Linked DNA regions of Mus musculus: all the other regions are linked to region 3. The links are chromatin contacts, called in public HiChIP or PLAC-seq and promoter capture Hi-C maps. All regions are on one chromosome and are shown on one strand. The core of a region is the stretch at or near the end of the contact, and the rest is flanking DNA. Distances in the headings are between cores, read along the strand shown. Region 1 holds the start of Ldb1 (LIM domain binding 1). Region 2 holds the start of Hif1an (hypoxia-inducible factor 1, alpha subunit inhibitor). Region 3 holds the start of Tlx1 (T cell leukemia, homeobox 1). Region 4 holds the start of Fgf8 (fibroblast growth factor 8). Region 5 holds the start of Sec31b (Sec31 homolog B (S. cerevisiae)). Region 6 has its middle 16 kb from the start of Fbxw4.

Region 1 (4,048 bases), core at 1,389-3,888, 890 kb before region 3:
TGGGCAATAAGCAGCCCCTTCCAAAGGTCCCCTCGAACTCCAGGTGAGATGCCCCAGCACTTGGGAGGTAGGAGCAGGAGGATCAGTGGTTCCAGGCAAGGGAGAAGCTAAGGTGGTTTGCTCTGCAAGCATGAGGATTTGAGTGTGATTCCACAGCACCTACCTAACAATGCAGATGTGGCCTTAAATGCCTGGAACCCCAGCGGTGGGGATGAACATAGCCTTGGGGCTCCACAGAGGTCAGGGTCAGCCAGCCTAGCCTAATCTGGGAGCCCTACAGCTCACTGTGTGATACTGGATTGTGTGGAAATTAAGATGGTTCCTGAGGAAGTACGCCAGAGGTTGACCTCTGACCTCTGCATGCACACATGAAACTATGCACAGATGTGGGCAGGCATCATTCACACCCAAATGTACAATGTCCTTATAAAGGAGACCACAGGTGTGAACACCCAGCACAGAGCCAGGTCCTTGTTCACTCCTGCAGTTTTATTTTTGTCTCCTTCCTTGCACCTATCTCCACCTCATCTCCGTCCTTGTATTTCACCTTCTACACCTCCAACGTAGAAGAATCTCTCATTCAAAAGGAAGGAAGACCTCTGTGGGGTATGAGAAAATCCCCACAGTCCACCAGGTAGGTGATCGGAATCACCTTGGAATCTGGTCTAGCTAGTTGTTTGGAATGAGTGGCCTTAGGGGCAAGTGGTCCCAGGACTGGGAGAAGGCACATTCACATTCATGGATGATAGAGATTAGGAGTCAAAAGGCTGAAAGATATCCCCCTTCCTCTGTATCAACTCACATTCAGCACCCTCTTGTCATCCTTGAAATAATCTTTACCAAAAAAAAAAAAAGGCATACTTGTACTAATGTCTAACCAGTAGTACTACATGGGGAGAGAGGCTATGCGGGGTACACATTGTCTGGTTCATATCTCATCCAGCTAATTACAGACGGTAAAGCTCAGGGTGGGGCTGTCGGCTGTCATACAGCTCAAGAGGGGTTGTGCAGGGATTCAAATCTGAGCATCCAGAACTCGGGGCTATTTGTTGCCTTAGGTCCTTAGGTCCTCTCCACTCCCTCTAGTGCTGACCTCTGAAAGAAAGTGGAAAGGAGATGGACTCTGGCAGAGGATGCTGCCAAGGAAATGCTGGTGTGTGGATGTCTTTTTTTTTTTTTTTTTGTCAAGTCCTTCTATGCCCTTGGTGGGGACGGGGACGACGGCAGGCGGCGTAATCCCGAGGAGCTCCCCATATTCTAAACACTGGGGGAGGGGTATTCTCATTCCTAGGCACGCCCTCCTTTCAATCATCAGACTCTACTACCATGGTCTCTTGCTCCTTAGCCAAAAAACAAAAACAAAAAAAAACAAAAAAAACCCCTAAGGTTGGGATATGTGGTCTCATGGCACCTTAACCTCCACCTTTGTAACTCTCCCCTGGACAGTCAAGCCAGCTGTGCAAACTCCTAAATCGGGGTAGGGAAATCAAACACCTTTTTCAAACAATCCCCATTTTAGCAACAAAGGGAAGAGGGAAGCCAGTGTAACCAGTCTAGTTCAGATACCTTAGACAGGGAATACCAGCCCCCAGAATCTACCCAGGGAATACACCACGAAGCTTAAGAGAAGCTAAGGCTTGGGGGACACCCCCCCCCCGAACTCCTTCTAGCAGCTCCCCTCCTCCCTGCTAATAGGTATTTCCTGTTTATGAGGCAGCTAGGGCTGGGCTTTGGAGAAGGGATGGAAGAGTTCTTCCCTTCCATGGGTTGGGTTGAGGAGTCCTTGAGGACTGCCTGAAGGTTGGGAGGGTTCTCCCTTTGGAAGATAGACTGACTGTCCAGGATGCCCCACCCCCAACCCTCCCCGCGGCCTCTGCCCCTATGGGTAGGGGGCACTGAAGGAGTAGGTTTCCTGTTCTCCACCTCCAAAACAGGGAGCTGCTTCCAGGGGGCGGAGGATGGGGGTGGGTGGGTAGAAGGCTCCAGGGCTGGAAGAAGAAAGTGGGGGAAGGGAAGTGTCTTAACTGGTGCGTCAGAGCCTGCAAGAGGAAAGGATGGCTTTGGTAGTGCTCCCCCCCTTCCCAGCCTAATGGTCATACCACAGCCCTTGTGTCCCCTTGCAAAATGCGGACCTCAGGCCCTTAGGCGGGGGAGGGTGGGGTCCCTTCTTAATTAACCCTTTTAGCTCTAGTCCCAACTGGTTTAGCAGGCATGGTCTGGTTAATTTAGAAAGGGGATGAGTCTAGGGGTTGCTCTGAGAATTAGGAGAGTGCTCCTTTTCCCACCCAGCTTCGGGTGGAGCGCGCCACACAGGGTCTCCGCAAAGAGCACAGGCAGGGGTCAGCGCCCCATCCCTCCCGGGGGTGGAGAGAGGGTACACCTCACTACCCACCCAGGCTCCGCCTCCCCCAATCCCCGCTCCCGCTCAGCCACGCTCCCAACCCCGCGCACCCGGAGGACGGACGCCGAGCGTGAGGCTTCGCCTCCTCCCGCTCCCCGGCGCCCGCCCTCGCCGGGGTCTCTGCCTCCGTCTCGTTTTTTAAGAGCTGCGTCACACGCATGCCGTTCCCGGGAGCGCTCCCTGCCCCTCGCCGCGCGGCGCACGCACGTCGCCGCTCGCGCCGCGCTCGCCCGGGTCACTTTGACACGGCTCTCCCCTCCCACTACCAGGACAATTAGCATATTAATAAAGCCCGGCCCAGCCCGACTCTGGCCGGAGAGCCGGCGCTTGCGAGAGGGAGAGGACGCGCGAACGAACGGGAGCGAGCGCGAGGGCGGCGGCGGGGAGGGCGGCGGGAGCGCACAGACACGCACACGCACACGCGCACACACGGACACACACTCCGGGGACGCACACCCGCGCGTACACACGCAGAGGCAGCTCGCCTTCCTGCCTGGCTTCCTTCCTGTCTGCTCCGCGCCTGACAGGCCCCTCGCTGCAGGCAGGGGCGGCCCGCACCGGGCAGAGGCCGGGCCGGGCCGGCGGCGCGGGCATCGGGGGCCGCGGGCGGCGGCAGCGGCTCATGCCCGGCCTGTCCCTGCGAGGGGCGGGCATCGTGACTCGGCTGGGCCCCCAGCGGCGGGCGATGTGAAGATGTCAGTGGGCTGTGCCTGTCCTGGTGAGTGGGTCTCGAGGCCGCCTGGCCCCTCCCTCCCTTTCGGCCCCCTAACCCCTGGTTTGGAGAGGATTTGTATGTGGGGGGCATCGAAGGCATGGTGGGGGTCGGGGGCTGTATAGAGTTAGAGGGGCCTCGATCGGGGCCGGGTTTTCTCATCTGTATAAATACGCAGCAGCCCAGCGGCACGGGAAGGGGGTGCTAAGGATGGCTTGTAATTTTTTTTTGAGGGGGGGGAGGCTAACTGGGGAGGGATGGGGGGGGACTGAAATTCCCAGAATTCCAGGGTGTTAGCCAATCAGAAGTGACTTTGGACTTTTGACCCCCCCCTCAGGTCATCGTAGAGTTCTGATTGGCTGATTTGGGTTTCCCCCCCTTCCCTGCTGTTTATTGCCTCTTACATATTTTGTGACATTCCCCCCCTCGGGCTGTTTCTTAGGATGCTGTTTGGGGGAGGAGTTGATTGGAGCCCATCTTACCCCCCTTTAACTTTTCCTGTCTGTTGCCAGGGTAGGTTGGCCCTCCTGAGGGACAAAAAGCACTCCTAGGGGGTGTCAGATAATTGGGCCCTTGGGTCTGCTATCTCAGTCTTCGTGGGAGGGGGAGTGTAGCAGTTCCAGGTAGGCCGTGAAGTTAAGAGTGGTTTGCAGATTCGAGTTGGGGGAGCAATGCTTGACACCCCCCCCCCAGTGAAAACTTGAGGACTCAAATTCAAATCACAACCCTCTCTAACAGGTATCAGAGCTTGCCAGGGAACACCTGTGTCTGAGAGTGCCTTGAGATTTTTCTTGTACGGTCGGGGTATAAGGCCACAAGTGCTAGGAGGGAACAGTTGAGCCATGTGATGGGAGAGGTTAGTCTAAAGAGAATCCCAGAATATAGTCGGTCCCCTTCCTTATAACTCTGTGTCCTCAAACTGGCCTTCCTTCCAG
Region 2 (4,129 bases), core at 492-2,991, 590 kb after region 3:
CTCTTCCAAATGATTTTGGACCAATAGAACAGTGTATCAAGCAATGTGTTCTGACCTTCCCAAAGCTAGAGGATCCTGATACCCCCAACCCAAATCATAAAGGACGGCTCAACTTTTTGTCCCTAGCCAGAAAAGTATTTGAGAATCAAGACTGTCAATTTCAGGGCTAAATCCAACAAGCAATTATTGCCTTACTCTGTGCACATGCGTGTGCGTGTGTGTGTGTGTGTGTGTGTGTGTGCGCGCGCGCGCGTGCGCGCTTTAAATGTCAAAAGGGCTGCAGAGATGGTTCATCGGGTAACAGCTGCAGTAGGAGACTGGGACCCACATGGCTCGGTTCCCAGGACCCACTTGGCAGTTAACAACTATTTGTAACTCCTTTGCAGAGAATGGAATGCCTTCTGCCCTCTACAGGCATTAAATACACATGGTGTGCAAGGCAAACAGGTAAACACTTTAATCTCAGCACTCAAGGCAGAGGCAAGAGGATCTTATCGAGTTTGAGGCAAGCCTAGTCTATATGGCAAGTTCCAGCCAGTCCAGTTAAGAGCTCCAGAGTGAGTCCCTGCCCCGCCCCCCCCAAAACAATAGCAACTAAATACAAACACCTGCACACATAAAACACAATCTTTTTTTTTTTTTCAAGAAATCAAAAGATCTTAAGTAAAAATCTTCCATTTTGAGCTTGAAATTTTCGAACCCTGGGACAGCCCTCCCAAACAGAACCGCACAATGATTTAACTGGACATATGCTATCAGGCTAGTATAAGTTCCACATAGGCACGGTCAAAGCCTTTCTTTCGTCTGACTGACCCTGCAAAACAACTGTCACTCTAACTACCAAAGACAGGAAATTGGACTCACAGTTCAAGGCTAATGCTGCCCTCATCCACTAAGCTAAAAAGAACCATCAAGAACTCAAAGCGCAGAGCAGAATATTCACTCGTGGAACCCAGAGGCTTGGAGGTGCCAATCTCTTCTTACCCAACTCCACCACACCTTCAAACAAGTACAGGAAAGCGGATGCCCTGGTTCTACTGACGGGGCAACTTACCGCTCTTCTCCCCCGCGCTGCTGTATAGCTTGTAGTTTCTCAACGAACTCATGAAATTTAATTTCCTCCCTGTTGGACCTTGGCTTAAAGTTCTGGAAATTGCCCATCTTCTTCTCATCATAGTATAAGAACTTATGGGTGCTGGCACTGTACACAGAGAAATCTCCGTTGCCAATATTCTCTTGCAGGTATTCGAGGTCCCACTTCAGTGCAGGATACACAAGGTTTGTGTCGGTCAGCACCACTGGCTCCTAAGCAAAAACATCAAAAAAAAAAATCAATGAAGTAATTCCAAGGCGCTAATATGTTCTTCTCGACGATATCTGTACTTGTCAAATTCACAACAGTGTCTCCTGTCACTCTCTCCTGACGTAGCATCTCCCTTTCCCGCCTCTCAAGCCTCTGTCCACAATCTGATCAGTGTGCCACCTCTCCGCTAACCGGGTCCCTTCCTCCACCCCCTTCAGCAGCAGCCCCGCCCCCCACCTCATTTTCGATGAGCTCTTCCGCCCGAGGGTCACTCTGGCTCAGACGTGGGATGGGCCTGGTCGGAAAGCTGTAACTTCGTAGCTGGGACTCATCCCAGGCGGGACCCGGAGCTTCGGCTTCTTCCCGGGCCTCTCCAGAGCCAGAGGCCGCAACCTCGGCTGCCGTCGCCGCCATCTCTACTCTAGGGACGGCCCCGCCGGAAGTGAAAGCTCCGCCCTTTCCGGAAGCAACAACAACGAACACCATAGAGATGGACTGCAAGAGAAACCGATCGAGACCTTTTAAGTAGGTGGGCGCCTAGGTTGAAGGAGCGCTCCCTAGCGGTGACCTGCAGGACTACAGTCTAGGCTCCATAAGGCCGACTCGCTTAGTTCCTTAGAAAAGGGACAAACAAGCCCACGAAATATTGCTGCCTCCCTATGTTCAAGCCTACAGAGGCAAAGACGGAGGCAAGTGTAATTAAGCTTTAAGCTTTACTCTCTCGGGTGGGGAGAGAAGCCAACGCTTAGATCCACTTAAGAAATCACTAGAAAAATCAGTTAGCACATAGACCTTGGGTAAAGCTGTCCTGAAGGCTTAGACAGATGATTAAGGACAAACTGAATTCATTCAGAATCTAGAGAAGATCAAGGGCTTATAGTTCCAATTACTCCAGACGCTGAAGCAGGAAGACCACTTGAATCCAAGAGTTCAGAGCCAGTCTGAATAACACAGCAAACCACCATCCCTTTAAAAAAAAAAAAAAGTAATATAAAATCCATTTTTGTTCAGTATTATTTGATTTTTCTGCATATAGCACTATCTCACCTACTTAAATCTAATCTTGCAATGAGACCAATGTTATGCAACCACAGATATTCACATTTTCCAACAATACATACTGGTTATAAGAGAAGGTATTAATTGTTTTGTTTGCTTACTAGACTATTCTTTTTTTTTAAAAGATTTATTTAATATTATACATAAGTACACTGTAGCTGACTTCAGATGCACCAGAAGACAGCGTCAGATCTCACTATGGGTGGTTGCTGGGATTTGAACTCAGGAACTTTGGAAGAGCAGTCAGTGCTCTTACCCGCTGAGCAGTCTCGCCAGCCCTTACTGGACCATTCTAATGAATACCTACAGGAGGCCAAGATTGTCATCCCATGGTGTACATATCCTATTTAAGTCTCTCCCCTTAAAATGACAGTAGGAACTGCATCTATGACAGGGTGGTGTCCCTGTAGTTAGGTAACATTATATGGCAAATATGTAGTCAAAGTCCCTAACCAGTCAAATTTGAGGTCATCAAAATGGAGACTTATCTTGAGTAGGGCAGACATTATCTCTCTAGCCCTTTAAATCTGGAAACATTAGTTAGAGACAAAAGGCTTGGGGATTTGAATCCATAATACATGCTCTCTGGTTTGCCTTGAATATATATGTATATTCATATACACACACACATATATATGCATATATTTCAGAAAATGACAAGTGAATTCTTTACAAGCTGAGAAAGACTATTGGCTAATAGCCAACAAAAATATGGGAAGTGTAGCCCTATAAATTCAAGTAATTGAATTTGACCAATAACTGCTATGCTTATAAAAGGATTCAGAGCCTCAGATGTCATGGCATAGGCCTTGGTTTCACACTGGTGAGACCCTGAGCTGTGGACCTGACTAACCAGAACCAATACTCATGACAAATGTGAGATATTAAGTAGGTGTTGTTTGGGCTGCTAATTTTATGACTTGTTTAAAGAACACTAAAACAAAATTTAACTGAATATGCAGCAATAGAAATTAATACTTCTGTCTTAGTTATATACTTAAGCTACATAGTCACTATGATATAACAAGTTGATAACAGGGTTATCTCCATGAAGGGGTTTGGCAGCAGTCAAGATTTTATCTGCAATGTTGATTTTTTTTTTTAATTTATAGCCTTGAAAATTAAAAATAAACCAGACCTAGAAATTCATATTATTAAAATCAGGAATGAATGCAGGAACATAACACTGACTTTACAAATATAAAAAGCAATATATAAGATACTATCAGCAAGTGAACATTAAAAATAGAGACTCTAGATGAAATCGAGGAATTCCTGTAAAAAACACCAACTATAATAACTAATTCAAGAAAAATCTAATTGGACCCATATCAAAACTACATTAGGGATTTTTTATTAATCCCATAAAGAAAAGCCCAAAACAATGTGGATCATTGATGAGTCCTACCAAACACTTAGAACAGAATTACTAACAATCCTTCAGACACAGAGGAGGAGGGAAGACTTCCCCATTCATCCTATGAGGCCAGCATTACCCAGATATCAAGATGAGAAAGCGAGAAAATATCCCTTATGAACAGACATACAAAAGTCCCTAGCGAAACAAATCTAGCACCATACAAAAAAGTTTACATACTATAACTAAATGGGATTTATTTTTGGAATGCCTACAGCCTGGGCTGTCCTGGAACTTGCTCTGTAGACCAAGCTGTCCAGGGTACCTCCTGCTTCTGCCTCCTGAGCGCTGTGATTAAGGGCATGAGCCACCACTGCCCAGCTTTAGAGTAGTCTTTTGACAGGCTTTTG
Region 3 (3,677 bases), core at 1,064-3,563:
ACAGAAGAGAATGCACACCTAGACAAGCAACAGGACACGGGGCAACACAGGACTACAGTCACACACTCTCAGAACCTCCTTCAGGCCTGACGCTACAGTTGACTATGACTCCCCAGAGTAGGCCCATGCTGATATCTTTTGTATAGTACACACACACACACACACACACACTCAACAGTGGGCTCGTAGTGTGGGTTAAAGTCAGTCATCAACACTGACCTGGCCTTAAGTAGGGGAGACAGATAGGCTCTGGGTCCCCTACCTCCCTCAATGAGAGGACTTAGGTTGTATTACTGAACCCCCTTGACAAGAGTCCTTCCTCCACAGTAACACAGAGACTCCTTCCCATTTCTGCTGTGGCCCCAAAGTTTGGTTAGGGCCCCTAGGGACAGCCTCTCTGCCTGTGCTGTCTGTAACAGAAGCAGAGGGGCCTAGGGTAACTTTGGGTAGCTAGGACAGGTTTAGTTGCTGTAGACTGTTCTTTTCATTAGCCTGCTTCAGGAGCCCCATCCACAAGCATCGGCCTAAACCTACTACCTCCCCTCTCTAAGGCCCAGACAGCTAACTGGGGCCCAATTCCTAACAGCTGTGTGCCCATGGGGGCCTGAACCTTCCTGAGGCAGCTCAAGGTCTAAGGATCCAAGGACAACTAAAGGCAGCCAGCGGGAAGTGGGCACCGAGGAAGAGGGTACTCCAGAGCTAGGGCAGAGAGAAACGGAAGCCAGGTCAGAGGGAGCTAGGGTGGTGCAGAGAGCAAGGCCGCTGGGCCAAAGAGTTCGTCCTCCTCTCCGGGAGTTGTCCTCCAGCCAACCCTCTGGTCAGGCGGGTGCAATATTTACCACCCCCCAAATAAGAGAGCCGACCCCTGGGAGGGATACCGAGGATGAAAACGAAAATTGGCCCAGCCTTGCGCTGCCACTGACTCTGAAGAATCTCGGAGGTCCAGGAAGAAAGCTCTGCTCCTTCACCCGGGCTTGGGGCCTTTGCGGATCTGCAGCGGCCCGACCCGCACGCCACAACTCAGAGCACGTGTGTGTGTGTGTGTGTGTGTGTGTGTGTGTGTGTGTGTGTGTGTGTGTGTGTGTGTAGTAGGGGACGAGAGGTAGGAGAACCTTTTCTTATGTCTAATTATTCTGTCTAATTCTGGGGCTCTTGGCCTCCGTCAGGAAACAGCAGCCAGGACAGAAAAAAAAAATTTTTTTTCTCACACGGGCATGCAAAGCCTAGACTGTTGACAGAAGATGGTCCTGAATCTACAGTCCTCTACCTGACTGGGCCCTGGGATCCCGAGAGGGGACCAAGCTTTGCTTCCACGAATGGGGTCCTAGAGGAGAGACAGAAGAACCCAGGCTGCAAGAACTCTTGGAGCGATTCTGAGCACATAGAATCCTGAAGGCAGCTGAACTTAGGAAACGCACGGAGAGGCGCTAGGCGACCTGGCGCTCAGAAAGAGCTTCAAGGAGCCATCAAGCAGGGTAGTGGGTAGCACAGAGACCGAGCCACGGCCAGGCGGGACGCGCGCGGGCCGGACTCACCTGTGAACCTGTCCTTTGTGTATCTGCGGTTACTCTCCATCCAGGGAAAGGTGAGGCCGGTGAGGTTGTTGACACCCGGCACCGCAGGCACAGAGGGTACTGTAGGCAAGCCGGTGGCCAGGGGCTGGGGATGGGCCACAGCTCCAGCTAGCGGCCTGTGCGCGGGCACCCGGATCACCCCTGCAGCGCTCAGCGCCCCGGCGCCACCGGCACCCCCGCCACCGCCGCCGCCGCCCGGACCGGGGCCGCCCGCCAAGGCCATGTTCACGTTGTAGGAGCCGGGCAGTGGGCCCATGCTGCAGGCACCGCCGCCGCCGCCCGCCGGACCACCAGGACCACCTGGGCCACCCGCGCCGTAAGCGCCAGTGCCCCCGGCCCCCGCCCCAGCAGCGGAGCCCCCGCCGCCGTAAGTGTAGGCGCCTCCAACCAAACAGCCAAGGCCGTAGTCTCCATCCTGGAGGCGCGAAGCGGGCCCCATGCAGCCGCCCTGGTCGGGGCTGTTGAGGATCTGGTCGATACCGAAGCTGATGGGCTCCGCGTGGCCCGGGTGGAGATGGTGCGGACCCAGGTGCTCCATGCTGGCCCCGGCCCCACGCGGGGGCCCGGGCGCGGGCGATCGCTGCGCTGGACTACCCGGGCAGCGAGTCGGAGCGCGGAGGCAATCGCCACCCCAGGCTGCGCTGAGACTTGAAGGCGAAGTGCGCAGAAGGGCCAAAGTAGGGGGGAGGGGAAGGAGAGAGGGGGAGCTGTATTCTTCCCCTCTCCGGCTTCTCCTTCCCTTCTCCGGCTGCTCGCTCGCTGTTGACTCTGGGACATCAATCACCGGGCGAAAAAGCCCTGAGCGAGCGAGCCTAGCTGTTTCGGCCGGGTCTCTCCATTGGCTGTGCGTGGAGAGGAGCGGGGTGAATGACAGCGCGGGGGAGGGGTTGGGAGGGGGGAGAAGGAGGCCAGGAGCCCAGACAGATGCCGGAGCCAGAGACAGAGGGACGGAGATCAGAGCTCTGAGTAGTTCCAGTGAAGAGAAAGGAGGAGGGCTACAGAGAGAGGTTTAAATGAGAAAGAAAAAGATCAGGAAGCAGCCATTCCCAAAGACGAACAGACAGACGGACCAAAGGAGAGGGAAATCAGAACCTTTCCCAGACCTGGTAGGACCCACCCCCTCACTTTGAACAGGGCCGAAGGAGTCCAGCCCACTAGGCCCCTGGGGACAGGTGTCCTGCCCAACTGGAGAATCTCCCCAAGGGCTGAGCTGGGAAACACCTGTCACTCAACCAGGAGATTTACTGCAACTTCAAGTCCAGCTTGTTAGAAAGTAGAAGACTGTCTACTCCCCAGGTATGGAGCCCGGGCCCCGAGGCAGGACGGTGAGTTCAGGCTTGTCCTTTAAAACAGGTCCTATGAAGAGCTGGCTATATATTGTTATAAAAATTAGCAGCCACTCCAACTCAGTCTCTTTAGAGAATTTAAGGAAACGAAAGTCAATCCTGAAAAGCAGTCACAAGCCAAAGGATTACTTTGGGGCTTGTGCGAGGGTGCCCGTTCCTCAAGGTACCTCTTTCATTTTGAGTAAACAGAAGCTCGCAGAAGCAATTCCTACGACCCGACCCAAGTGAATGGCTCTGGGTTTGTGAGAGAAAGGACTTAGTTCCTTGCTTTTAGAATCTTTGGAGGGAAGCCTTGGGTCTTAAGGCTGTGGGGGCGGGGGCTGCTGGGACGAGAATCAGGGAAGTGCGTCCAGGACAAATTTAGGCCTTTTCAAAGTTATGCCTGTGGCTGCCTGGCTGAGAGCCCAAGAGAAAAGAAGGAAACTCCCTTCTTTTGCTTCCTCTCTTTCCCCTCTCCAGTCGGGAAAGGTCTGCTCCCTCCTAGGAGCCAAGTTCTGAGGGAAAAAAAAAAAGCATAGGTTATGAATTCTGATCTATTTCAGGTCCATTCACTGCTGAACCTTCTGGGAGGTCTCTAACAGGCAAAACGCTGGCCTCACTCCTCAGCAAGTCTCAGTGGAATCTAGTTGTTTTGGCCACTGTCTGACACTGTCACTTGAAGGGCCTTCCTCAAAGACAGGAAATGTCATATATATATATATGCGATGTTATATGTGCATATGTGTGATATATATGTGTGTATATATATATATATATA
Region 4 (4,113 bases), core at 952-3,451, 590 kb before region 3:
TTCATCTCTGGAGGCTCCCTAACCCTGTTACAACTCAGGTGCTCGGCCCTACACACACACACACACACACACACACACACACACACACCACACCTGGGAGGAACTAAAACCCAGGATCTACTGACAGACTGCTTCCTGATCCCTACCTGTGTCTTGTGACTCAAACTTATTTTCAAAGTCTTGTGTCCATAGTGAAGAGAGGGCCCTTCCTTTTCCAGGGGAGCCCATCCTTCGCTTTCCATCTGTTTAGGCATTTACTCGTCGATACACTCAAGAATAAACACTCCTGAGTATCTCATATGCTCCACACATGAAGTAAATTCTGTGAGCAAACAGATATCACCTTTGTCAGCTTGAAGCAATGAAAAAAAAAAAAAAAAGACAAGTCATTCTAAAGGCCCCTCAGCAAGCACACAGAGAAAGCAAGGGGTTGGCCTTTGTCAACCCCTTGGACACTGGAGTCCGTCTACCCCATTTCCCCCTTCATGGGCCCACTCTCCAGTGGGACTGAAAAGAGCTATTGCCTGCCAAATCACTGACAGATAAAAGCTACCATCGGTTGGCAGGTGAAGCCACCAAAGGTGGAAGATAGTCTAATGGCTCAGTCAGGTGGCCCCCATCCATCCATCCAACACTACCTGCAGAGCTACAGCTCTGCCCTGAGCTTCAATCCTTGGGCCTGTAAGACAGATTCCTCCCTCACCTCCAGGTCTGGGTGGATCAAAACAGCGGGGAACAGAATTTGTGAGGAGACTCACCTATGAGCTCAGGAAGTCTACTCTGAGGAGGGCTGAGACTGTCTCCTTGGAACCAGTTCTTCTCTATATTGCTCAGCACTTGAAGGGCTGAGATGGACTCCCCTAACCATATATATATATATATATATATATATATATATATATATATATATTACTCCGTGTTTGCATTTGCAAGATGGGATGCATAAAAGGGGGGCGGCAGGCCGAACCGGATGGGGACTGACAAGGGCCTGCTTGCCTCTCTTTAGCCTACAAAGACTTTCTGGGGCCACCGCAAACCCCTAGTTCTACCCCGGAGGCACAGAGGATCAGTAGAGGGGAGGCTGTGGATGAAGGCAGAGCTGGGTGGTACATCCACGGAGCCACCTGGTCTTCAAAAATACCTGGCCTGGGAAATCTCTGTGCCTGCGGTAACAAAATAGTGGCTCAGGGTTCCCAGAAACCCTATGGAGAAAGCAATGGGGCGACGGGCTTGAAAAGGCTTACAGAAGTCTCTACCTTCTCACCAGCACCTCCCTCTTCCAAGTGACACAAGACACCAGGTACCTGCTCAAGGAAAACCTGGAACTCAGAAGGGGAAAGGCTAGGCAGCTTGGGTCCGTGTCCTGAATGTTGCTGAACGTAGTTATTTTTGCCCCTGCTAATTGCTCAGAAGCAGTGGCTGTGGGTCCTTCAGAGACCCCTGAGCTCTTACCACATAGACGCTTCAAGGTTTTTCTTAAGCTTTATAGACTAGTGCAGTTGGATGGACAGGAGCAAGGCTGAAGGTGATAATGGGGTGGCAAGGGGCATTTCTCCCTCCCAGAGCCTCTTTGGAGACTGTGAGACAGAAAACCAGCGGGGTTGGGTTTTTAGAAAGGTGAAGGCACCGGGTTCCAGTGGCGCCCAAGGGGACGCTCAGCACCGGGGCCCAGTTCACTGTTAGCTGCAGGCTCCCAAGAGGGGCGCGTGCGACCGCAGCACACATTAGGCGACCCAGAGACCTTCTAGGAGGCCAGAGATAAGCAGACCCGACCCTAAGCAGATCAACAGTCCTGCAGGACTCAAGTGTACGGGACCCCACTAAACATGTTGTCCCAGACGCCCCCCAATCCCTGGACGATCCCGCCCCCGGAACGCTGGAAGAGACAGGCAAGGGTAGTGGGAGGCGCCCACACCAGCCGCCCCCGCCCCTCCCGCGGGTCCCTAGACCCCTCCCCTGGGCCAGACCCCCCAATCCCTGCTCTGCCCGCCGCCCCGCCCCCGGCCGCCCCGCCCCCGCCCCGGGCGGCGACCCGGCCCCAGCGCCCAGCCGGGGGTGCGGGCTCCGGCCGCCCGCCCCGCGCTCCCCCCTCGCGGCCGGTGCGGCGCCCCCCGCCCCTGCCCTCCCCCTCCCTTCCCACCTCCCCACCCACCCCACAGGCCCGTTACCCTCCCGCCTGCTCGGGCTCCTGAGCAGCCAGCGGCCACCGGCTCCAGCAGCGGCTCAGAGGGGTTCGGCGCGCGCGGCGAGCACGACATTCCACGAGCCGCGTCGGGATAGCCGCTGGCCTCCCGCACCCCGACCTCCCTCAGCCTCCGCACCTTCGGCTTGTCCCCCCGCGGCCTCCAGTGGGACGGCGTGACCCCGCTCGGGCTCTCAGTGCTCCCGGGGCCGCGCGCCATGGGCAGCCCCCGCTCCGCGCTGAGCTGCCTGTGAGTACCGCGGTCGCCCCCGCGTCCCCGTCGGCCAGCGCCCGCCGAGCCCTCTCCGCTCACCCCGCGCCTCTTTCCTGCCCGCTTTTGTCTCCCACAGGCTGTTGCACTTGCTGGTTCTCTGCCTCCAAGCCCAGGTAAGGAGCGCTGCGCAGAAGCGGGGGCCGGGCGCGGGGAACCCAGCTGACACTCTCGGGCAGGGACACGAGGACCGACCCTTCGGCCAGCGCAGCAGGGCTGGAAAGAACTTTACAAATCCAGCCCCAAACTACCCCGAGGAGGGATCTAAGGAACAGAGAGACAGTGTCCTGCCTAAAGTCACACAGCGAGTGAGTGGAGAGACTAGAACCCAAGGGTCTTGAGCCCAGCGACTGGCCAGTTCGGGTGGATGGGAAGGCTACCTGTAGCCACACCTGGCCTCCTAGGAAGGCGGGAGCTGGAGTCAGCGGGTGTTCCTTGTCAAGGGTAGTTGGGATGTAGTTGCAGCGAATATCCTCGCCGCTGCTCTCTGGGGAGACCTGTGGCCGGTTTGGGCCAACGATCGTGTTAACCTAGGCCCTTTGCATTCTCAACATTTGCTCCGTAAATTTGTCTTTATAAATGTCACGGGTCGGGTAGCGTTGCCTCGCTACTTAAAAGCACCCTGCTCCTCTAGGAAGGCCCGGGCGGGGGGCCTGCGCTGGGCAGGGAGCCCACTTCCCTGCTCCGAGCTGGCCGGGAGCCCCAGGGTGTTTCCCAACAGGTGGGTCCAGACTCCCTCATTCCCGGGTTCATCCATCCATCCTGGGCTGGGTCTGCGCGACTTCCCCGAGGGGGTTGGTGGCCTGAGCCGGCATGTTGTGGGGATGCCCCCAGTCCCCGCTGGCTGCCTGGCGCGGCGGGAGGCGGGTACAAGGGCAATGGGGACCAACTCGGGGCCCCTGGGCGGAGTAGCGTTATAATGGCGTGCTGTGTATTTTTCAATTTCCTAAAGGTAACTGTTCAGTCCTCACCTAATTTTACACAGCATGTGAGGGAGCAGAGCCTGGTGACGGATCAGCTCAGCCGCCGCCTCATCCGGACCTACCAGCTCTACAGCCGCACCAGCGGGAAGCACGTGCAGGTCCTGGCCAACAAGCGCATCAACGCCATGGCAGAAGACGGAGACCCCTTCGGTAAGGTGCATTCCCGGACCCTGGAGAGGAGAGGTAGCTTGGACCTCGCCGCCCCTTGCCAGCCCCAGCTGCATCAGCCAGAAAGGCCTGCGGGCTCTCCACCTGAGAAGGGAAGGAGTTAAGACGAAAAGGTGCCTTGGGGTCAGCTGGAGAGAATAGTGGGGAAGGGACCCTGGGGAGGACGAGGCCAACAGGTGCCCTCTCTTCCCTGCTCCGCAAATGAATGAATCCAGGAGTCTCCCTTACAATCTTCACACACCTCTACCCGGCTGCAGGTGGAGGCAGAGGGTTCAGAGGAGAGGCCCAAATTTAAGGGGAGTTCTTGAAAGAGGATATGTCGCCAGGGCCCACAAAAGGAGAGTGGGAAAAAGAAAGTAGAGAAATCCCCCAGTTCGCCCAGTTTGAAAAAGGGACAGAACTGCTAACTGATCAGAAGGGTCAATTGCACAGGGAGACTCGGCCTGCAAGTTAGACTCCGGGCTCCACTGTGGATACCCCAGGGGACTGAGTCGGCTGGCGGCTTCCCG
Region 5 (3,684 bases), core at 812-3,311, 600 kb after region 3:
TCACATCATTCAACTTAGATATGGGCTCCATTAGTGGATTATCTGGGCAGTTAAAAAGTGCAAAATTAGGGAGTGGAACTGAAAACGTTACTTTTTGAAGAATTCTTAGATTTATTGCGGGCTGCTGAGATGGCTCAGTTGGTAAAGATATGTGGTGAACACCTGATATCAATCTTTAGGCCCTACATGGTTGGAGGAGAAAATCCATTACTTCAAGGTGTCCTCTGACCTTTGCACATGTGCTATATATAGTGTGTGTGCATCCACACTTGCACACAGAATAAATGTCATTTTAAGAAGTTTTTTTTACAAAGATATACTCTTTAATCATCTCATTCTTAAATATTTATTTATTTATATGAATGTATATGGCTGTGTGCCACCAGGAAATGATGTTGGATATTCTGGGACTGGAGTTAGGCAGTTAGAAGCTGCAATGTGGGTGCTGGGACTTGAACCTTAGGACTTTAGTGCGATTTCTTTTGTGATGCTCCATCAGTGTGGTTGGTACTTCTGCTTTATTCCCTAATTTGGGAGTACTTTCCAAGGTTCAGCTGTGTGTGTGTGTGTGTGTGTGTGTGTGTGTGTGAGAGAGAGAGAGAGAGAGAGAGAGAGAGGAAGAGAGAGAATCTCCTGTAGCCCTGGGTGCCCTTGAACTTGCTGGGTAGCTTGGGTACCTGAAGATGACCTTGAACTTTTGACCCTCCACCCTGAAGCCACCACGACTACTGGTTTCTCTAGTGCTGGGAAATAAAACCAGGGTTTCAAGCCTTAGGGCAAGCAAGCACTCTCAGCCAATCCACACCTCTAGTTCCTAAGGCTCAGACCTTGTTCACTCCCCAACTCCACCCCCATCACCGGCTCACCTGTGATAGGACACTTAAAAAAAAAAAAAAGTTAAATGTTTAGTTGTAGCAAGAATGGTCCTGGCACAGATGGTGCCACACATGGGTGTCTATCTGGTTTCAGAACTGCCCATCAGATAATGGGCACCCCAGTTTCAGAGGTGACCCGGGTAGAACTCACCATGCATCAAGTGGCACTTTTGAACCAACTTGGGCATCTTCACCTGCCACAATTACCTCCACAGTTATCTCAACTTGAAAAGCATCTGTGATATCTTCACATTCTCTTTTCCTCTGCCTCAAGGTTTTAACTCTGTTATCAGCGACACCGGGTCTCCCTTGCTCTTGGGCCCCGGCTGTCTTGAATCCTTTCCTTTCTCAGTCAGGAGAGCCAGGGCAGCTCTCCTTCAGTCACCAGTATTAATCCTGACTTTCTTCACCGGTCCCTGGGCTGCTCTATTCCTCTTGTAATTGGGTCCCTGCCTTCCTCTCTTTTTTCTCCAAAGGGATCCATACTGCCAGATACAAAATACAATTGCCACTAGTGCCTCTGACCCAATAATTTTCAGTAATTCCCTGTTAACCGCAGAATTAATTGGTATTCCACAATTTATCTATCAGTACTTGTTCTTGATCAGTCTCTTTGACTTACTGTATGGGAAATGCCAGCATGCCCATTAGCTGCTTTGGCCCCCCTTTTTGCTGAAATATCACCTAGTGTTCTTTCAGCTCCAAGGAGTAATGCCCATGTCATGTGCCTGAAATCTTCCATGAAGTGCCTGGTTCACAGTTGTCTCTTTTTCCACACACAGCCGTTAATCAGTTTGTGGACACCCTCTACTAGTAGGCTCCAGTGTGCACCACTACTATTTACAACCTCGATTGCTTTTTAGCTAAATAGATCACACTGAGAGCTCATGGGCTTCCCTCACTTTAATAACTACATAATAAATTGAATTAGTGTTTTCCCTTTCTATACACAGGAGCCTGACTCAAATAGAATAGACTAGCATGTACTGGTGTGGGGGCTAGAACTGTGCAATCCCAGGGCAAGTGAGGCAGGCCCTGCTGGGAAACCTCTGCGCTATCGCTCTCGGTGCAGATTAGTGTTGAGGAGCTCAGCTAGGCGAGCAGAGGGAGTGGGTCGCCAGCTGTGGCCAGGGCAAATTGACTTTTGGCCCTCGGCAGCCGCCGTCCGCAGCGCGGTGCGCCCTTGGTTGGGACAGGACCGGCCCAGGCGGTCGCCTGTGACCCCTGACCTGGGCGCTCGGAACAGGTGGGTTTCCCCTGCGGGTCTGGGGTCCCGGAGCACCGCTCCTCCCACGGGAGGACGCCGGGGAGCTCGCCTTGACCACACCCGGGCTGCCACGCCTCTGGAGCACCAGTACGAATCCCCCCAGCTGGACCCGGTCCCGCTCCCCTTGCCACACAGTGTCCCCAACCCCGCCGAGGTCCAGCAGCGCTGCGCGCGCCTCCGACTGCCCCCCAAGCCTTGACTTGACCGGGCCCTCAGCCTGCACACTGTCGCGGTGCCCTGGCCAGTGGTAACTGACCGTCAAGCGCCTTGTATGGCAGTCAGCAGGCGAGAAGCCGTGTTGACCTTCTCCCTAAGGACTGGACTGCCAAGGGTCGTCCTCCCTGATAGTGGTTCCCCGACCCTATCAGCCCGCCACTGCTCTGGCTGTTCTGATCCTAACGAGGGTTTTTCTTATAAAATGATGCCTCAGAGCAAAGTGGATGAAAAGAGCATTTCTCAGCCGGGCGTGGTGGCGCACGCCTTTAATCCCAGCACTCGGGAGGCAGAAGCAGACGGATTTCTGAGTTCGAGGCCAGCCTGGTCTACAAAGTGAGTTCCAGGACAGCCAGGGCTATAAAGAGAAACCCTGTCTCGAAAAAAACCAAAAAAAAAAAAAAAAAAAAAAAGCATTTCTCCCGTCCTTCTGTCAATGGTTTAAGCACGTCATGAAAGCTTTGCTTAAATTAATATAATGGTTAAAAGCACGGGGTTTACATTGCGGCTTAGCCGGCTGTTTTCTATGTAAAACAAAGTAACAATTTATAGAAATTTCTAGTTGTGCCTGGCAAATGCGCTGTTGCTGGTCGCTGCGCTTCTGTACAGGATGGTTCTGACCAGCAGGTGGCACTGGTGACGAAATAGTGTAGTTCGCTGGTCACTGATAAAGCGGAGCTTCAGGAGTTTAGAAGCTCCCAGAAACAAGCTTAACTGACAGCCCCAAGCTTTTTTCAAGCTGGAAAGTACAATAGAGATTAAGTACTATTATCGCCTGCTTTTATAGGTGAGGCTGACCTGACTGGGTTGCTCAAGCAGGTCACAAATAGTTCTAAGTGTCCTTCTTTACCTTTCAGCCCTTTCGCTGGCCCGTGAGGATGAGACCTTGAGTATACATTAGAAGTGGAAATCACAGAGTTAAAATGAATGCGGTGTGGGGGCTTCACACTTGCCAAGTAGAGACAGGACGATCATTCTCAGTTACCTAGCAAGTTTGAGGCCAGTCTGGGCTACGGGAGACCATGCGCCCCCTCCCGCAAAAGGAAAGGGTCTGAAAAGATGGCTCTGTTGGTAAGAGCACCCGCTGGGTTCCCGGGGCGCTCACATTGTAGCTCACAGCCATCTGTAGCTCCAGTTCCAGGGGCTCCAACACTCTCTTCTGGCCTCTGAAGGCATTAGGTACCCGTGTGGTACACAGACATACATGCAGGCAACACACACACATATCTATGAATGTTATAATTTTAAATATATTAAGATAAGTTCTTACTTTGTATGTAGTCCACGCCAGGCTTGCCTGAACTTATGATTCTAATGCCTCAGCCTCTT
Region 6 (3,891 bases), core at 631-3,130, 530 kb before region 3:
GCCTAACCACGTTACTAAAGATTTCACCCCCATTTTTTGTGTGTGTGTGTGAGTGGGGCCTGGTGTTTTTTCAACTTCCTGTTTGAAAAACTGTTTCTCAACACTATTTCTTAAAGGTTTCCATGTCGTCCCCCCTGTTCTTGGTTTAAGTCCCATTTTTATTATCGCCTTCTTTGAAATCATTACATATTCCACAGACACCTCACCATTTATCAAATCCCCGCTGATAATTGTATGCAGTTTTTTGACTTTATAGGTAATGCCACATTGCTACATTTACACCTATGATTTATGTTTTTTACACTAATTTTAATAAAGCCTATTAACTTTCATAAAGAGAAATGTGCTTGAGATTGAATTCAGGGCTTCAATATTGATATCTATGCATTTTACTACTGAGCTACAACCCAACCCCGAGAAAGTGTGTGTGTATGTGTGTGTGTGTAATGTATATGTATATGTATATACATAGATGTACACATAAGATGCTATATATAATAATGTAATATAGGGGGCTGGAGAGATTGCTCAGTGGTTAAAAGTACCGACTGGCTGATCTTCCAAAGGATCAGAGTTCAATTCCCAGCACCCACACAGCAGCTCACAACTATCTCTAACTCCTGTTCTAGGGATCTGACACCATCACAGAGACACACACGCAGACAAAAGACCAATGCATGTAACAACAAATAAGTTCATTAAAAAATATATAACATTTCAGATTTTGCCCATTTTTATTTAAAAAAATTAAATTTGTATATGTGTGTCATGTTCTTGTGAATTCGAGTGCCTGAGGAACCCAAAGGCACAGGCGGGTTGTGAGCAGCCCCACGTGGGGGTGGTAGATGTGGGAGCTGGGGTGATGAGTGGGGGCTGGGGTGGTGCGTGGGGGCTGGGGTGGTGAGTGGGGCAAAGGGTGGTGCGTGGGGGCTGGGGTGGTGCGTGGGGGCTGGGGTGATAAGTGGGGGCTGGGGTGGTGAGTGGGGCCTAGGGTGGTGCGTGGGGGCTGGGGTGGTGAGTGGAGACTGGGGTGGGTCGGGGCTGGGATCTGAACTCTGGTCCTCTGCACGGGTAGTAAGTGCTTTTATCCGCTGAGCCTTCTTTTCAGGCCTCGGTATTTTTAACTATTGAAAGGATTTGTTTTAAACCTGAGTTAGAGCAGGGGCAGACTTCTAGGCATAAACCCGTGCCTGTCTGTTTTCCTGGAGCCCACCATGCATGGCCCAGGACTCTGAACGACAGCTGCAGTGAGAGGCTCTACACACTTTTTTGTTTTGTTTTGTTTTTTCCTCACGGAATTCGGAACAGCCTGTATCTATGACCCCCTCAACTGCTGCTGCAGGGCATTCCCTCTAAAACCTCACGTACAGGATGTAGAACCTGGGGAGAACGTTTGGGGACTCACTGAAAGGGGAGCGCGATAAGAGAGACGAGGCACCCAAGTCCTTCGTCCTTCTCTAGACTTAGAAAACTTGATCCTTTGGACCCGTGGCTGCTGTTAGCTCCTGTCACCACCTGATCTTTTTACTCACGAGTTTAGGATGCCAGAGATGGAATGGGGGTGGGGGGTGGGGGGGGGTGGGGGGATCAGCAAATTCCCAGCACCTTGCGCTCCGCGCCGCGTCATCCTTAACCAAAGACGCAACTGAGTGTAAAATAAGTAAAGTTCTCGCGCTTGCTAAAACGACTCGGCGCACAAAGGCTCTCCGGTGAGAAAAAGAAAAGCAAAAAGCAGAAGAAAAAGAAAAACACTCCCCTCCCTCCAGACTCCCCTCAAGCCTCTAATCTCATCTCTGAAAAGGAACTGTACTTTACTGTCCACAAAACAGTCTATTTTCAAAGTGAGATCAGGAGGGCGCTGGGAGGAGAGGGGCGCCTGGGCCCACGGCAGCCCGCGAATTCCTGCTTGTTTATAGAAGGCAGTGGCCGAGGACAGACACTTTGAAACCACCTGTGAACGAATTAAAGACCGAGGGGGGCAAAACCCCCATCACAAACAGAATCTCACTGCTCAAGTGTGAAAGAAAAGGAAGAAAGAAAAAGCCAAGTAGATCTTTGCCGGCAACCACTAGATGGACGTAGAATTCAAAAACATTCTTTGGGGAGATCAAGGATGGCAGGCTTTGAAGCCTGGAGGGCCGGCGAGGCTCAGAGCACCCGGCCGCGAGCCCCACACCCGAGCGAGCGGCCGCACTCTTGCACTTGCTGGGGAAAGCATTTAAATGGGAACAATGTCAAATTTCACAGCTATCTTATGTCCAGTGACCTTACGGGACCCCGAGGGAAAGACAGATCGAAAATGATTGTTCTCGACAAGTTCCTCAAAGCGAAGAAGTCAAATAGGCAAAACCCTTCAGAAACGACGTCTGCGGAATGAAAAAAAGAAAACTCCGCTCCTAAAACTGCGGCTTGTTGTCCGCCCTGCCCAGCGCCAGCCCGAGCCTTGGGCGCTTGCTCGCCTGTTTGTTTATTTATGTATTTATTTGTTCGTCCACCGGCTCTGCACAAGACTCGCGGTGTGGCTGCTCTTTATCTAATACACACAGAGATCAGGTTTCATCTCAACAGCCCAAGAACTTGGGAGGAAAAAGTTTACTGTGGGGGAAGAAACAGGAGGTAACAACTATTTTGAAATATTTAATCAATTTGAAATAGCTTTCTCTCTTGTTGAAAGAAAATGAGACAGGCTAGAGTCTGAGGGGAAAAAAAAAACAAAAACCAGTCTACTAGCTAAGGGAAAGACGACTAAAGGACAATTTAGGAGAACAAAGATGAGCTCTCGGACCTCTGTCTGTATTTTAGACAAGAATTTCAATGACACTTCATGTCCTCTAACTTTGACTTAAGTGAACCATCTTAGCTTAATGGCTCCCCCCCCCCCTTAAAAGAAAAGAAGTCTTAGAGAAGGGACTAAAAGTCCCTTTCATCACAACCCAGGAGGGTCACGCCCCTTTCCCAGGACCAGCCTCTACCATGAGTTTGACGTGCATATAGCCCTATTTTTGTTCTTCATTTCCATTGCGATCCTTAAATAGCTATGATAGCTTAGTGATAACTCATAAAGGACATCATGTTGTAGAGTGTACACTCTGCTCCAAACGTATTTTGCTTATTATTTCACTCAGCATTATGGTTTTGACACCTATCCATATAGATAATTCATTCTCTCTCTCTCTCTCTCTTTCTTTCTTTCTCTCTCTCTTCTTTCTTTCTTTCTTTCTTTCTTTCTTTCTTTCTCTCTCTTCTTTCTTTCTTTCTCTCTCTCTCTCTTCTTTCTTTCTCTTTCTTTCTTTCTCTCTCTTCTCTCTCTCTCTCTCTCTCTCTTTCTTAACAGTGTTTTAAAAGAGGAAAAAGAAGTTTATTCCCAGGAGAGTTTTATGTGTATTTGCATGTTCCTGCCTGTCTGACTTAGGAGCAGCTCATCGAAGGAGAAAGGTTTTCATAAAGACATGGGGTTTCATTGAAGATTACAGAACACTCAGGGTGACAGGAGATGACATGGGGGCATTCCAGAGATACCCCTTAAAATAATATCCTAAACCAGAAATCATAAGAATAGTTGTTGCCTTCTACGTTAGTTGGTGGGGGGTGGGGTTTGTGATGTGTGGGCATTGAACCTGAGGCCTTGTACTTCACAAGCAAGCAGTCTACCACTGCACTGAATCCTCATCTCCCAGTGGCTTTAAAAAACATTTGCTTTAGCCGTGTGTGACAGCACACACCTTTAACCCCAGCACCCTGGAGGCAGAGACAGGTAGATCCTGGGCCAGCCTGGTTTACAAAGCGAGTGCCAGGATAGCCAGAGCTACTACTACACACACACACACACACACACACACACACACACACACATCTTGAAAAACCAACCAACCAACCAAAAACCATTTAGTC

What was found. Promoter capture Hi-C pulls out the DNA fragments that hold promoters and counts their contacts. HiChIP or PLAC-seq counts read pairs in DNA pulled down with a chosen protein or histone mark.
Region 1: an H3K27ac HiChIP or PLAC-seq map of embryonic stem cells shows a contact between it and region 3, with 5 times the contacts expected there. The contact joins the promoter of Ldb1 here to the promoter of Tlx1 in region 3. A contact is called at or near these places in 1 of 39 promoter capture datasets (embryonic stem cells), 2 of 484 Hi-C or Micro-C datasets (both in embryonic stem cells), 3 of 115 datasets of contacts at active chromatin or transcription factors (embryonic stem cells and pancreatic cancer cells) and 1 of 9 other capture datasets (embryonic stem cells).
Region 2: a contact with region 3 is called in a promoter capture Hi-C map of embryonic stem cells, with 3 times the contacts expected there. The contact joins the promoter of Hif1an here to the promoter of Tlx1 in region 3. A contact is called at or near these places in 5 of 39 promoter capture datasets (the HPC-7 cell line, cranial neural crest and embryonic stem cells), 2 of 115 datasets of contacts at active chromatin or transcription factors (embryonic stem cells and pancreatic cancer cells) and 1 of 9 other capture datasets (embryonic stem cells).
Region 4: a contact with region 3 is called in an HNF4G HiChIP or PLAC-seq map of pancreatic cancer cells. The contact joins the promoter of Fgf8 here to the promoter of Tlx1 in region 3. A contact is called at or near these places in 21 of 39 promoter capture datasets (the 3T3-L1 cell line, the C10 cell line, the HPC-7 cell line and 12 more), 2 of 15 datasets of contacts at CTCF or cohesin (large pre-B cells and stem cell-derived epiblast-like cells), 27 of 484 Hi-C or Micro-C datasets (bone marrow-derived macrophages, cerebellum, cranial neural crest and 6 more), 19 of 115 datasets of contacts at active chromatin or transcription factors (craniofacial prominence, embryonic basal ganglia, embryonic forebrain and 10 more) and 3 of 9 other capture datasets (embryonic stem cells, embryonic tail and embryonic trunk).
Region 5: a contact with region 3 is called in a promoter capture Hi-C map of liver, with 3 times the contacts expected there. The contact joins the promoter of Sec31b here to the promoter of Tlx1 in region 3. A contact is called at or near these places in 7 of 39 promoter capture datasets (cranial neural crest, embryonic stem cells, hippocampal neurons and 2 more) and 2 of 115 datasets of contacts at active chromatin or transcription factors (embryonic stem cells and pancreatic cancer cells).
Region 6: an H3K4me3 HiChIP or PLAC-seq map of bone marrow-derived macrophages shows a contact between it and region 3, with 4 times the contacts expected there. The contact joins the enhancer-like site here to the promoter of Tlx1 in region 3. A contact is called at or near these places in 11 of 39 promoter capture datasets (the SN4741 cell line, cranial neural crest, embryonic stem cells and 6 more), 3 of 484 Hi-C or Micro-C datasets (all in embryonic stem cells), 10 of 115 datasets of contacts at active chromatin or transcription factors (bone marrow-derived macrophages, embryonic basal ganglia, embryonic forebrain and 6 more) and 1 of 9 other capture datasets (embryonic stem cells).

Annotation. Positions count from the first base shown.
Region 1 is chr19:46,043,901-46,047,948 of GRCm38.p6, reverse strand. Ldb1 (LIM domain binding 1) reads left to right here and starts at 2,638. Exons shown (of 11, transcript NM_001113408.2): 1 at 2,638-3,119. The coding sequence starts at 3,095.
Region 2 is chr19:44,560,466-44,564,594 of GRCm38.p6, reverse strand. Hif1an (hypoxia-inducible factor 1, alpha subunit inhibitor) reads right to left here and starts at 1,741. Exons shown (of 8, transcript NM_176958.3): 1 at 1,541-1,741; 2 at 1,055-1,305. The coding sequence starts at 1,717.
Region 3 is chr19:45,149,351-45,153,027 of GRCm38.p6, reverse strand. It overlaps Tlx1 (T cell leukemia, homeobox 1), which reads right to left and starts at 2,313. Exons shown (of 3, transcript NM_021901.3): 1 at 1,536-2,313. The coding sequence starts at 2,112.
Region 4 is chr19:45,740,972-45,745,084 of GRCm38.p6, reverse strand. It overlaps Fgf8 (fibroblast growth factor 8), which reads left to right and starts at 2,201. Exons shown (of 6, transcript NM_001166361.1): 1 at 2,201-2,432; 2 at 2,533-2,569; 3 at 3,088-3,174; 4 at 3,406-3,586. The coding sequence starts at 2,401. RefSeq lists enhancers at 3,856-4,113, 3,434-4,113.
Region 5 is chr19:44,544,225-44,547,908 of GRCm38.p6, reverse strand. It overlaps Sec31b (Sec31 homolog B (S. cerevisiae)), which reads left to right and starts at 2,061. Exons shown (of 26, transcript NM_001033343.1): 1 at 2,061-2,121.
Region 6 is chr19:45,674,405-45,678,295 of GRCm38.p6, reverse strand. No RefSeq gene overlaps it. Among named protein-coding and RNA genes, the nearest start is that of Fbxw4, 16 kb to the right of the region's middle. Within about 2 kb of position 1,880, at least 43 of the 459 cell types and tissues checked have an H3K27ac peak or open chromatin away from gene starts, as enhancers often do. A contact at or near this core is called in bone marrow-derived macrophages, where this site is marked.